Linked DNA regions of Hordeum vulgare: region 1 is linked to region 2. The links are chromatin contacts, called in public Hi-C maps. All regions are on one chromosome and are shown on one strand. The core of a region is the stretch at or near the end of the contact, and the rest is flanking DNA. Distances in the headings are between cores, read along the strand shown.

Evidence for each region. Hi-C and Micro-C count contacts between places; a contact is called where the count stands out from the background.
Region 1: a contact with region 2 is called in a Hi-C map of seedling, with 8 times the contacts expected there. The contact joins the promoter of LOC123425828 here to the promoter of LOC123425826 in region 2. A contact is called at or near these places in 2 of 6 Hi-C or Micro-C datasets (leaf and seedling).

What each region holds. Positions count from the first base shown.
Region 1 is chr2H:199,659,725-199,666,750 of MorexV3_pseudomolecules_assembly, reverse strand. It overlaps LOC123425828 (cysteine-rich receptor-like protein kinase 10), which reads left to right and starts at 1,813. Exons shown (of 7, transcript XM_045109564.1): 1 at 1,813-2,760; 2 at 4,831-4,968; 3 at 6,651-6,781; 4 at 6,861-7,026. The coding sequence starts at 1,896.
Region 2 is chr2H:198,863,306-198,870,314 of MorexV3_pseudomolecules_assembly, reverse strand. It overlaps LOC123425826 (cysteine-rich receptor-like protein kinase 6), which reads left to right and starts at 2,667. Exons shown (of 7, transcript XM_045109562.1): 1 at 2,667-3,592; 2 at 4,375-4,509; 3 at 4,676-4,806; 4 at 4,886-5,096; 5 at 5,188-5,425; 6 at 5,500-5,650; 7 at 5,743-6,210. The coding sequence starts at 2,734. The coding sequence ends at 6,081.

The sequences.
Region 1 (7,026 bases), core at 564-3,063, 800 kb before region 2:
ACGGCGGCAGACGAGGGATGGGGACGGTGTAATGTGGGCTGGGGGTGGACGATCCGTTTCTAGGTTTTCCTCTCTGCCTTCTCTAGTAAGCCAATCAGAGTTTGATTTCGAAGCAACGCGAGCCACACAAACGCAGAAAAAACAGTCCCAACGTTTGCCCAGATGTTCCTGGTTGGAGTCCTCCCTGATGACGTGGACAACGGGGGAGAGCGTCCCTGATGGGTAGCTTATTGTTGTTGATGGTAAAAGTCTGAGAGTGTGACAGGAAGAACGTGATGCACTCCCCATACAAAATTGGACACTCTCCCCCGAAGTAGAGGACAAACTAGCTATTCTAGGATTAGTAAATATGATTTACTTTAATGTTTGCTCCCCTTCAAATTTAAGATAACTCTAGGTTTAGTACTTATGGTTTCACTGGAAATATTTGGGGCAAAGAAACTTGTGACGAGCGCTTTGTACTGCCCGTTACTGCTAACTTCTGGATATAATAAATTTGTAAAAGGTTCATGACAATTATCTGTGGCGTGCATAAATACTCACAGCCACTCCTACCTAATGTACTAGTTGTGGGTATTCCAGTGTGCCCGTCACTGCTCACTTTTATCATGCGATCCAAGTTGGGAGAGTTCATTTGTGGGGATGGGTATTACCGCCCACCAGTGTAGTGGAATCTCCGATTGCGGGTAGATTTTTCTACCCGCACAATAAATTTTCCAAAATATTAGTGGCGGGTTCCTATTTATGCCCGTCACTAACTTGAAACATGTATAAGACTTTTTCAAGTATTGGTTGCTCTTTGTGACCTAGGAAATTTGGAAACAGGAATAATGATGTGTTCAACAAGGCTTCCCCTTCAATAGCACGCGACATTCATATAGGATTTTATAGGAGAGTGAATTGTAGGTGGTAGCACGATGACCTCAATGCGAACTAGGGAATCTATCGAGGTGGGCAGTGGCGAGTAGGTCTCTTTGATTTTATGCGGAATGAGGAGTAATCCCCGGTTGTAAAGTGTGGACGGGCATCTTGCTCTTTTTTTCAGAAACGCCTGTAATTTTTTCATAATCATAACAATTGCAAATATACTGATTTGATTCTAAAATGCAAGAAAATTTCACAAAAGAAAAAACAAAAATATAGGTCATAATACCAGAAAAAAATGAATTCTTTATATATTTTACACTATTTTTGTATGTTCATAATTTTACGTAATATAAAATATTTTTATATTAATTATATTTTTTTACAATCACGTTTTACGTATAAAATAAAACAGAATTTACAAAACATAAAATTACGATGCATTGATATTAAAATAGAGAGGGTGAAGAATATGTGCGGATTTCTCCGGTTCCAAACGCACCGGTGCATGTACCCGCACGGCGAGGACAAAGTCCGTCAAGTTCGACGGGAACCTGCCTTAACTCGACACTTGTTGTCATGTGGAAATAGTTGGATCTTTTTCCTCTTGTGAAACCAGGAAAAACATAATTGAAGGTTTGATATGAGCCATGTAAACTCACGTGGAGTACTTCCCCCGGTCGTTTCGGTTCTTCTTCCCGACTCCAGGGTCATGTCGCGTCGGCCACCCCTGTCGTCGGGTCAGACACGGCCGCTAGCCGCTAGCCGCTACCGAAGCTGGCTGAGTGGCTGGGCCCCGCGAGCATTTATAGGAGGCCCCACGATTTCAGAACCACCAGCATCAACGACTCTCCAGTACAGTATTCCAGTCAAACGAGCCCCACAAGAGTCAACACCAGACCCTACCTCCCGTATCCCCCCCTCAGCATAAGCCTTCTACTACTTTGCTTCGCTTTGCTTTGTAGTCGAGCCACTGCCGCATCTTCCACCACTACTGACGACTCGTCGGCTCGCCCAAGCGGCCAAACACCATGGCCTCGCACCACCGCGGCCGCATCCCCTCCTACCTCGCCACCGCCGCTGCCCTCCTCCTTGCCTTCCTCCTCCCGCCGCTGGCATCTTCCCAATCCCAGTGGCAGAACTGCGACGACAAGACCAGCATGTTCACCCAGAACAGCACTTACCAGGCTAACATCCAGGCCCTCTCCACCACCCTTCCCAAGAACGCCTCCTCCTCGCGGACGCTCTTCGCGTTCGCCAGCATCGGCACCGTTCCGGACATCGTGTACGCGCTCGCGCTCTGCCGCGGCGACGCCAACGCCTCCACCTGCGGCACTTGCGTCTCCAACGGCTTCAAGGGCGCGCAGCAGCTCTGCCCCTACAATAAGGTCGCCGCCGTCTACGAAGACCACTGCTACGTTGGCTTCTCCAACAAGAATATCCTCTCCCCCACCGGCGGCGACAACAACGCCCTCATACTGATGAACACGCAGAACGTGACCGAGCCAGTGAAGGAGGTGTTCAACACCGCCGTGGGTATCCTCCTGAACGCCACCGCCGAGTACGCGGCCACGAACTCATCCAGGCGATTCGGCACAGGGGAGAAGGGGTTCGAGACGATCGACAAGGGGAAACCGAAGATTTACGGTGTGGCGCAGTGCAGGCCAGACATGGCACCGACCGATTGCCGGAGCTGCCTCGGAAATATCATCGCGGACATGCCCCAGTACCTAAGCGGGAGGCAGGGTGGTAGAATTCTTGGATTGCAGTGCAACTACAGGTACGAGCAGTATCCCTTCTTCACCGGGCCTTCTCTGCTGCAGCTCCCGGCACCATCCGTGGGGGAAGCTCCATCTCCAGCGCCGGACAACGTGACGCCACCACCAGTCAGAGGAGGTGAGCTTGGAGAAATAACTTCCATCTTATTTGTACGATTCAGTCTTTAGACCAGAAGTAAAACATTTGAGGGACAAAACAGTGAGGTTTCATTGTTTTGAAAGGTAAAACATTTGAGGTTCGATCTGCCAAGAAACGAAAACGTAGAAACTCATTGCGGACTGGATCGACTCCATTTAGATTTACACAGCACAATTTTACTATTTAATTTGATTTCGAACATAAAAATATAGACTGTCAACACCAACCAGGAGCCTTTTCACAGAAGATCTTCAAAGTTCTGTAAAGAATTCGGAAGCAATTGGTTTCTGTTGTTCCGTCCTGACTTCTGCGTAGTCCCGTTGCTATCAGTTAATTTACTGGACAACAACCAGAATTATATGAGTTCTCAGTCTTCTGACGATCTGGCCAGGCCTTATTTCAGTTTGCATTTCGGCCAAAGGGCCGAAATATTCACTTAATTTTCATTAAATATTTGAAATTTTGGAAAAATATTTTGAATTTTTTTTATTTCTTGTGTGCTACTGAAATTGCTGAAATTAATGAAATTCAATGAATTTCATTGAATTCTCATTGAAAGTTATTTCCTTGGCTGATTGCTAGCCTTAACTCGTCTGCAAAGGGTCCGTGTTGGAATTTATAGCACTCTTGACTCTTCCATGATTTGCTCTAAGTAAGTAAAATATCTTCTGGTGTTTGTGCATGAGCACATGGAATTTTTCCTTTTTGACGGACCATTACCCATTACACAGGCTTTTCATGTCTGTTTACAACTAAAAGTGCAGCTATTCAGTGAGGTTTTAATTTTTTTTGGGAAGTTAAAACAGTGAGGTTCGATCTGCAAAGAAAGGAAAAAGTAGAAACTCAAGCTGGAACGGATCGAGTCCATTTGGATTTACACACCACAGTTCTAGTATTATTTAATTTGATTCTAGCATATAGTTATAGACTGTCAACACCAGCCAGGGGCTTTTTTACAGTCTGATTCAGTTGTGCTAAAATAACCAATCCAATCTTCATAGTTCTGTAAAGAATTCGGAAGTAATTAGTGTGTACGATAGTTCAGACAAAACAAACCATGGTAAACTAACAAAGTAAGTAAACGAGGGAAAGATTGCTCGCAACAGGAAACTTTGGAAATTTCTGTTGTTTGGTCTTGACTTCTGTGTAGTCCCGTAGCTATCTGTTAATTGACTGGACAAAACAGAGAATTATACGAGTTCAAAGTCTTGTGATGACCGGGCCAGTTGTGCATGCTTGGCTAATTGCTAGCCATAAAAACTCTTCTGCAAAGGGTCCGTGTTGGAATTTATAGCACTCCTGACTCTTCCACGATTTGGTCTAAGGCTGGTTGTAACGAAGAGTATCATATACTAGTATCATATACATGATACTAATATATGATACTAGATCTGTAATGCATAATATTATATGTCAGTAGTCTAAGGTAGTTTATTTATTGTCATGCATGACACATAGTAGCAAATCATCTATTACTGATACGGTATCATAATATGCATGATACTGAACCCTCTCTTTCCTCATTTAATTCTATGACACCTCATCAAAGTTGCCTAGTTGGCATGCATGATACTACCTATGATATTCCCATTACGACCAGCCTAAGTAGGAATATTGACGAACAAAATATCTTCTGGTGTTTCTGCATGAGCACATGTTTTTTTTTTTCCTTTTTAGACGGGTCATTAGTGATTACACAGGCTTTTCATGGCTGTTTACAACTAAAAATGCAACTATATTTTTTTATTCCTTTTGTTTTCGAGAGAGTATATTCCTTGGCATTGGAACTCAGGCGAAATAACACATTCAGATTTCCTACCCATGTCCATGTCTGAATTCAAAGAGGCTAGACATAAAAGCTTTCAGCACTGTAAACAACTAGACATCAAAGATATTAATGGATTTTCTCCAGTGATATCTTTGCAGTTTTCAACATAGTAGCTTCATTATCTTCAAAATGTGTGACAACAAGGCAGTTGCATCATCTCTTAGAGTCTTGTAGGATCCTCTTCAATGTATCTTGTACTGACTGTCGCCTTTCATTTACAGGAGGCACAAGGAATGGAACTGTTAGAATTTTAGCCATTGCACTACCGATAGTCGTTGCAATACTGGCTGCTGTTGTAATTTGCTTTTGTCTATGGAGGAGGAAGAGCAAACCGGCGGCACTAAAGGCATCATTATCATGTAAGTCCCTTATTATTTTTGGTTAAACATATATATATATTTTTTAGAAAAGGAGGATGACCCCCGGCCTCTGCATCAGGGAGATGCATGCGGCCATTTTATTTATTATTCTCGAGGACCTTACAAAGTATTACAACAACATGTCTGAATCCGCCATCTTCGCAACATCTGTTGCTACTCCTATCCATATGATGAAGGGGTGCTAGCTGGGCCACATACCCAGATCACTTACCTAAGCCTAACATCGAAAGTCGGAAGCCCCAGCAGATCCGGTCAAGCCATCTGCCACATACCGGGTCTAGGGCACAAAACCGATCTGACGCACTCGTGTGCTATCGCCGCCATCTTCCACCGGTCCGTCTTTAGAGCAAATATTGAGGCTTCTACCTTGTGTAGCCACTCTGCCATTGACGTCACCATGACGCCAGATAGCTACCTCCTCCTGCGCGAGTCCATCTCCACGCATCGGACGCCGAGTCCCCACAGCGCCATGCCGCCGATATCCGCCGCCATCAATGTGTGAGATGAAGCACCGCTCCACCATTCCTCCAGCCAGGACTTGCTCCAAAACGATGCCCCCAGGAGGGAGGGCGATAAAACGCCATCATCGTCTGATCCAGGAAGACCCAGATCTAGGGTTTCCCCCGGAGCATCCAGAGCCTGATGACGCAAACAGCAATGTTGTTGCTCCACCAGACGAGCGCCGCCGACGTCACAGCCTCCAAGATGTAGCAGGCCAAAATGCGCCGACATCGAACCGCCGCCACCTCCACCACCGCTTGAGCAGCCCCCGAGCAACACCTTCAGGAAGGAACATGCCACCGCGGTGTCGTCGTCGCTTGGACCAAGAGGATCTGAGGTTTTCACCTGAGCTCCTGGGAGGGGTGGAAGGAAGGGGATCCTCTCCAAAGCCTCCAACAAGGGGAACAACACCCAAAGGTGCTGCCTTCGGAGTGGCCGCCGCACCGGCCAAGGGACTCCCCCGGAACCCTTCCAACCACCGGATCTGCAGGGCTAGCATCCAAGAACAGCGAGAAGCCATCTGGGGCCGGATCCGCTGCAGATCGGAGTAGATCGGGGTCGACGAGAAGCAACACCATGGCCACCAGCATCCAGCGAGGACCGCCGCCACAGCCGCCGCCACCCCCCGCGCCGTCCGGGTCAAAGAGGGATCCACCGACCGCGTACAGGGGCCAGCACCGCCTGCACCCGCCGGAGCACCGCCGCTAGCCCAACGCCCGCCACCGCCTGCCGCGGGCCGCCGCCGTGCGCCCCACTCCCCGCCACCGCTCGCCGAGGCCTGCCCCCTCACGCCCGATCGCGATCGCCACAAGCCACCGCCGTCAACCACCTAGATCCGCCGCCCGCGGAGGAAGGGGAGCCGGGAGAGGGAGTCCCCCGCCGCCGCCGTCTGCCACACGTGTTTTACCGGCGGCGTCACCTGGCGGCGGCGAGGAGGGGAGGATGAGAGAGCGGCGGCGGCGCCTAGGGCTTGGGAGCCCCCGAGTCGCCCACGGCGGGGGCGACGCGAGGGATGGTTAAACATATAAGTTTCTTCTTGTTCACAAATGGAATCAGTTTCTCAAAAATGATCTATACAATTGAAACTAATGTTTTGGCATTCAGAAATAGTTGCATTCATGCTTTACACCATTATTATAATGTCTTTTCTCTTATGATAGATCCAAAAAATCCAGAGGACATACAGAGTATCGATTCACTCATTCTTGATCTATCAACTCTACGAGCCGCAACAGATAACTTTGATGAAAGCAATAAACTTGGTGAAGGAGGGTTTGGTGTGGTTTATAAGGTGCTAATTTAATCATTTCACAAAGGATTTTTATTCTGTATATTCCACATCTAGTAAATAGATATCTCCATTTGTACAGGGAATCATTCCTAACAATGAAGAAATAGCAGTTAAAAGGCTCTCACAAAGTTCTGGCCAAGGGATAGAGGAGCTAAAAAATGAGCTTGTTTTGGTTGCTAAGCTTCAACACAAGAATTTAGTGAGACTTCTTGGTGTTTGCTTGGAGGAACAAGAAAAGTTACTTG
Region 2 (7,009 bases), core at 1,418-3,917:
CGCCTTCAATCTTGACAAATATTGGCAAAAATGGAGGATGAACTTGATCTTGGAAAAGGAAACAGAGAAGAGAAAAAGCTTGGACTCGGGCAGGAAGAAGCAGAGCTTTATATAGGGAAGACTTTAGTCCCGGTTTGTATCACCAACCGGGACTTAAGGTCTATATTTAGTCCCGGTTGGTGATATCAACCGGAACTAAAGAGGCTTACAAGGGCCCTAGCCATCCGCAACCCCTTTAATCCTGGTTGGTATCACCAACCGGAACTAAAGGTCCCATTTGAACGGGGAGTAATGTCGACCGTGCCCCCGTCCGCTCCTAGCCGTTGAAACCGGGACTAATGCTCACATTAGTCTCAAGCCCAAACCCAACCGGGACTAAATGTCCGGATGGAAGGTCTATTTTCCACTAGTGTTAATAGATTAAACGAAATACTTCCTCCGTTCACATATATAGGGTTTAATACGTTTTTTCATGTAGCCCTTGATAAATGATAAAATTATTAGTATATGAGACGTATAATATAAAATATCATTAGAAATTTATTTACATATGAATTGGCTCGTATGCTTTTGTATAACATGCATGTCATATAAAATTATTAGTATATGAGATGTATAATATAAAATATCATTAGAAATTTATTTACATATGAATTGGATGGTATGCTTTTGTATAACATGCATGTCATATGCTCCCTCCATCTCGATTTAGAGGGCATACACGTGGTTCTACATCATTGATTTGATTAATTAAATATGTATTATATATCACAAAAAGTATATCATTAGTTTCTTAAGTTGATATAGGTCCTGTTTGGAACCATAATAGATTATGATAATCTTGATTATGAAGATAGATTATATAATCTGATTTATAAAAATAATCTAGGTGAACATGTTTGGAGGCCAGATTATATAAACTGTAATCCAAGTTTTACATAGCATAATGACATGTTCGTCCTTTGTTTTTTTTTAAAAAGAGAAGGGTGGTGGTGGTAGAAATGTAATTATCTCCAACTTACAAGGGTAATGAATCATTACCAATCCATAATCTGATTTTAGCTGGGGTAGAGTAGATTATGAGTTTTTAATAATCTGTTCATCTAGATTTTATAATCTACACCATAATCTGTCCTGTTTGGAGACAGAATAGATTATAAAAACTAGATTATATAATCTAAGTGCTTTCAAACAGGGCCATAGTTTCTGAACATATATTTTTATCACATATGATACATATCTAGCTACTTAAATTATTAACTTAAAACTAAGTACATGCCCTGTAAACTCTGATGAAAGGAGTATTATTATGTTAACTCTTAATAAAAGGTCACCTCGAAAAATGTAATAAGGCTTATATATGTAGATGAAGGGAGTAGGTGGGTCCTAGTGGGTTAAATGGGACAACCGATTAATTTTGTTTGTATCCACTAAAATTCCACCGATCACCTTGAAAAATGTAATAAGGCTTATATATGTGAATGAAGGGAGTAGGTGGATCCTAGTGGGTTAAATGGGACAACTGGTTAATTTTGTTTGTATCCAGTAAAATTTCAGTAATCATTTTGGAAAATATAAGGCTGGTCATAATGATAGTATCATATGTAGTATCATGCATGCCAACTAGGCAATTTTAATAATGTGACATAGAATTAAATGAAGAAAGAGAGAGTTGAGTATCATATTATGATACCGTATCATATTAAATGTTGTGCTACTATATGTCATGCATGACAATAAATGATATATCCTATGAAACTATGCATTACGGGTGTAGTATCATACACCAGTATCATATGCATGATACTACTATATGATACTTCCATTACAACCAGCTTAATAAGGCTTATATATGTGGATGAAGGGAGTAGGTGGGTCCTAGTGGGTTAAATGGGACAACCGATTAAGAGCCTGTTTGGTTCCAAATAAGTCACCAACTTATAAGTTGAAAAGTGCAAAAAGTGACTTATTTTGTCAAACAGACCCAACTTATAAGTTATAAGTTGCTCCACCCCAACTTAAAACTTATAAGTCACTTACTTTTGTGTGGTCAGGTGACTTATAACTCAGATGCCAACCAAACAGGCGTGACTTATAAATCACTGATTTTAAGTCACCTGATTTATTGAAACCAAACAGACCCTAATTTTATTTGTATCCAGTAAAATTCCACTGAAGCAATTTAAATGAAATGAGACGATTAGTCTCACTAAATCTCACTCTGAACTACAGGCTGACATCGGTGCATGTACTCGCACGGCGAGGACAAAGTCCGTTAACTCGAACACTTGTTGTCGTGTGGAAATCGTTGTACTCCACTGGTGAAACCAGGAAAAACGCAACTGAAGGGTCGACCTAGGCCACGTTCAAAAAAGAATTCACGTGGACTATTTGCCCCGGTCGCTTCGGTTCTTCCCCAGGGGCCAGGGCCATGTCTCGTCCGCCACCGCTGTCGCCGGGTCGACACGGCCGATAGCCACCACCGAAGCTGCCTGAGTGGCTGGGCCCTCCGAGCATTTATTGGTGGTCCCACGATATCAGAACCGCCAACCACTCTTCAGTACAGTAGTCAAGTCAAACGAGCCCCACCCAAGTCAACACTAGACCCCACCTCCCGCACCCCTCCCCTGCTCTTCTCCCCTGCTTCGCCTTACTTGCCAGCAGCCACCACCGCATCCTCCACCGTTCTACGGCCTCCCCCATCAGGCCATCACCCAGACGGCTAAAAACACCATGGCCTCGCATCACGGCGGCCACATCCCCTCCTACCTCGCCCCCGCCGCCGCCCTCCTCTTTGCCTTCATAATCGCGTTTCCAGCATCCGGCGACCCCCTCGGACAGTTCTGCGGCAGCAGTGGCAACTTCACCGCGAACAGCACCTACCAGGCCAACATCCGGCGCCTCTCCGCCACCCTCCCCAAGAACACCTCCTCCTCACCGACGCTCTTCGCCACCGACACCTTCGGAACCCTCCCGGACATCGTCTACGCGCTCGCGTTCTGCCGCGGGGACACCAGCGCGGCCAACTGCAGCGAATGCGTCGCCACGGCCTTCCTGGACGCGCAGCAGCGCTGCCCGTACAACCAGGATGCCACCATCTTCTACGACCCCTGCGCACTCCGCTTCTCTAACCAGAACTTCCTATCCTCCACCAATGGCGACAGCAGATCACTCATCCTTCTGAACAATCAGAACATGTCCGTACCGGCCAAGGTGTTCGACACCGCCGTGGGCGTCCTCGTGAACGCCACCGCCGATTACGCGGCTGCGAATTCCTCCAGGAGGTTCGGCACTGGAGAGGCGGGGTTCGAGACGGTCGACGAGGCTAATCCAAAGATTTACGGTCTGGCGCAGTGCACGCCGGACATGGCACCGGCCGATTGCCGGACCTGCCTCCAGGGTATCATCGCGATGATGCCGCAATACTTCAGTGGGAGGAAGGGTGGCCGGATTCAACAATTGCGGTGCAATTACAGGTATGAGCTGTATCGCTTCTTCAATGGGCCTTCCCTGCTGCAGCTCCGGGCGCCATCCGTGGGGTTGGCTCCAGCTCCAGCGCCGGCGAACGTGAAGCCACCGCTAGCCGGAGGAGGTGAGCCTGCACAAATATTCATCCTTCAGATAAGAAGTAATTCCGTAATTCGATCCGTGAAGAAACAAAAACGTAGAAACTTAAGCGGACTGGATCGAGTCCCATTTAGATTAACACAGTTATTGTTTAATTTGATTCTAACATATACTCCGATCTTCAGAGTAAATATGTATACCATCAACACCAACCGGTGGCTAAAAGAAGCACTCCAATCTTTTTCAGAGTTGTTTAAAGAATTCGGAAGCAGTTGGCTTGTAGTACGAAAATTGGCACAAAACAAAACCTTGGCAAACTAAATAAGACTAGTAAACGACGGAATGACTATTCTCAACACGCAACTTTGGAGATGCAGTCCCGTAGCTATCAGTTAATTGACTGGACAAAACGGAGAATTATATACTCGTACAAAGTCTGGTGAGGACCCGGCCAGGCGTGCATGCTTGGCTGATTTCTAGCCATAAAAACTCGTCTGCAAAGGGTCCGTGTTGGAATTTGTAGCACTCTTACTCTTGCATGATTTGGTCTAAGTAGGAATTTTGACGAACAAAATATCTTCTTTATTTTGTGGTGCTTGTGCATGAGCATGAGCATACATTCTCCCTTCCACAAGCTTTTTAAGGCAATGCAAATAACATGGTGTTTGCTAGTTGTTACTCATAGAAGAAGTTACAGTTAAAAGCGTAACTGCAGTTTCCCACCTTATCTTCCATGAATCACTATCTGGCGATTCATAGAAAAAGGACTTTTTATTCCATCCACTTACTGGCGCCTTCCGTTTACAGGAAGCACAGGGAACGGAACAGCTAGAATTTTAGCTATTACACTGCCGATAGTTGCTGCAGTACTGGCTGCTGTTGTAATTTGTCTTTATCTATGGAGAAGGAAGAGCACACCCGCGCGAAAGACATCACTATCGTGTAAGTATTTATATATTTTTGCAAAGCATTCAAGTCCTTTATTGTTCACAAATGGAATCAGTTTTTTAAAACGTTTCAATCGAAACTAAGGTTTTCCTTTTGGCATTCGAAAATAGTTACGTTCATGCATTACACCATTATTAAAGTGTCTTTTCTCGTATGATAGATCCAACCAATCCAGAGGACATACAGAGCATTGATTCACTCATTCTCGATCTATCAACTCTACGAGTCGCAACAGATAACTTTGATGAAAGGAATAAACTTGGTGAAGGAGGGTTTGGTGTGGTTTATAAGGTGCTAATTATGTTATTTCGAAAAGGCTTTTTATTCTGTATATCGCACTTCTAGTAAACAAATATCTCCATTTGTACAGGGAATCCTTCCTGACAATGAAGAAATAGCAGTTAAAAGGCTCTCTCAAAGTTCTCGCCAAGGGATAGAGGAGCTGAAAAATGAGCTTGTTTTGGTTGCTAAGCTTCAACACAAGAATTTAGTGAGACTTCTTGGTGTTTGCTTGGAGGAACAAGAAAAGTTACTTGCGTATGAATACATGCCCAACAAAAGCCTTGACACCATTCTTTTTGGTAGGGCAACTCACCAAACCATTTTGCGTCAGTGGAACAAACAGCTAAAATATATTTTGGTTGGTTCTGATGTTTCTTTTCCTTGTGATAGATCCTGATAGGAGCAGTCAGCTAGATTGGGGGATGAGATTTAGGATAGTCAATGGAATTGCTCGAGGCTTACAATATCTTCATGAAGATTCTCAGCTGAAGATAATTCACCGGGACCTCAAAGCGAGCAACATTCTTTTAGACTCTGACTTTAATCCTAAGATTTCAGATTTTGGCTTAGCAAGGCTATTTGGAAGTGACCAATCCCATGATGTCACCAACCGTGTCGTCGGAACCTAGTAAGTGCTGGTGACATTTCTCTTATAAGATATCTGAGAGTGCATGAGTCCGTAACATAATGTTTTCATTTCAGCGGATACATGGCCCCCGAGTATGCTATGCGTGGGAGTTACTCTATCAAGTCGGACGTGTTTAGCTTCGGCGTCTTGATTTTAGAGATCGTTACTGGAAAAAGAAACAGCGTCGCATATGATTCCGAGCAAGCTGTAGATCTCTTAAGTTTGGTGAGTACTTTGGGTTTTGACTATTAAAAGTTTGGGCTTCTAGGCAAAGCTACAACTTGTAATAACAATAATACTCCATCTACTGAACACAGGTCTGGGAGCACTGGACGATGGGAACAATTGTAGAGATCATGGATTCGTCCATGACTAGCCATTCTCCTGGAGACCAGATGCTCAAGTGCATGCACATCGGACTTCTGTGTGTTCAAGAAGACCCAGCTGATAGACCGATGATGTCGGTTGTGACTGTCATGCTAAGCAGCAGCACTGTGTCTCTCCAAGCTCCATCTAGGCCAGCATTTTGCATCCAAAAGAGTGACATGAACTACTCAGGCATGCACACGGATCCATATCCAGGAGTTTCACACTCTACCAGCAGATCACCTATGTCACCAAACGAAGTTTCGATTACTGAACTTGAGCCGAGATAAGTCTGAGACTGATGATGTATTCATTATATATGCCATTAGGGAAAGACCCTACATCATATGTATAATAAACTCGGCCCCCTTGGTGGTAGGAATTTTATTGAGCAATGGCATAATACGCGAGTGTAATTATTTTGTTCGGGTTTTCTATTTATTGGGTTATCAAAAGGCGAGTACTACGAATCAGCCGGATCATCCAGCTGCCCAGCCATCGGAACAGCGCCTCTCGGACCGTTCGATGCAACAACGCCATGGTAGCGAACCAGCTTTAACGCAACGGGGTGCCAGCTCCACTGCAGCACGGGCCTGTGCGACCATAGCCCTCCAACGCAGCATCGTCGACATACAGCGAAGATTCAATGCAACACCAACAACGTCCGACGAAGCTTCATTGCAACTCCGGCGATCCCCGCAGCACTCCACTGCAGCGCGGATGAAGCTTCAGCGATCCCCACGACGCTTCACTGAAACTCCGGCGAGCTTCGTTGCACCACCGGAGTTGATTGCCAACGTCCGACGAAGCTTCATTGCAACTCCGGCGATCCCCGCAGCACTCCACTGCAGCGCGGATGAAGCTTCAGCGATCCCCACGACGCTTCACTGAAACTCCGGCGAGCTTCGTTGCAACTCCGACATTGCTTCAATCAACTCCGGTGGTGCTTTGTTGCAGCTCCAGCGAGTCCGCTCTGCTTCACCAGCTGCTGTGGCCCACCGGCTAGCCTGCAACATCACACCGTCGGCGTCGTCGCGCTTCATTGCAGCCCCCGCGGCCCTCGCGCTGCTTCATTGTGACGCCGACGAGCCCCTCTCTATGTCACCTGTTGCAGGCAGCTTCAGTCGGACATGTGCGACAGGAAGCGATTGACATAGTGGGATTACAGGAAACGATTCACCAGGATTTTAGCATACATGAGCTCCAGAGGCTTTCTCA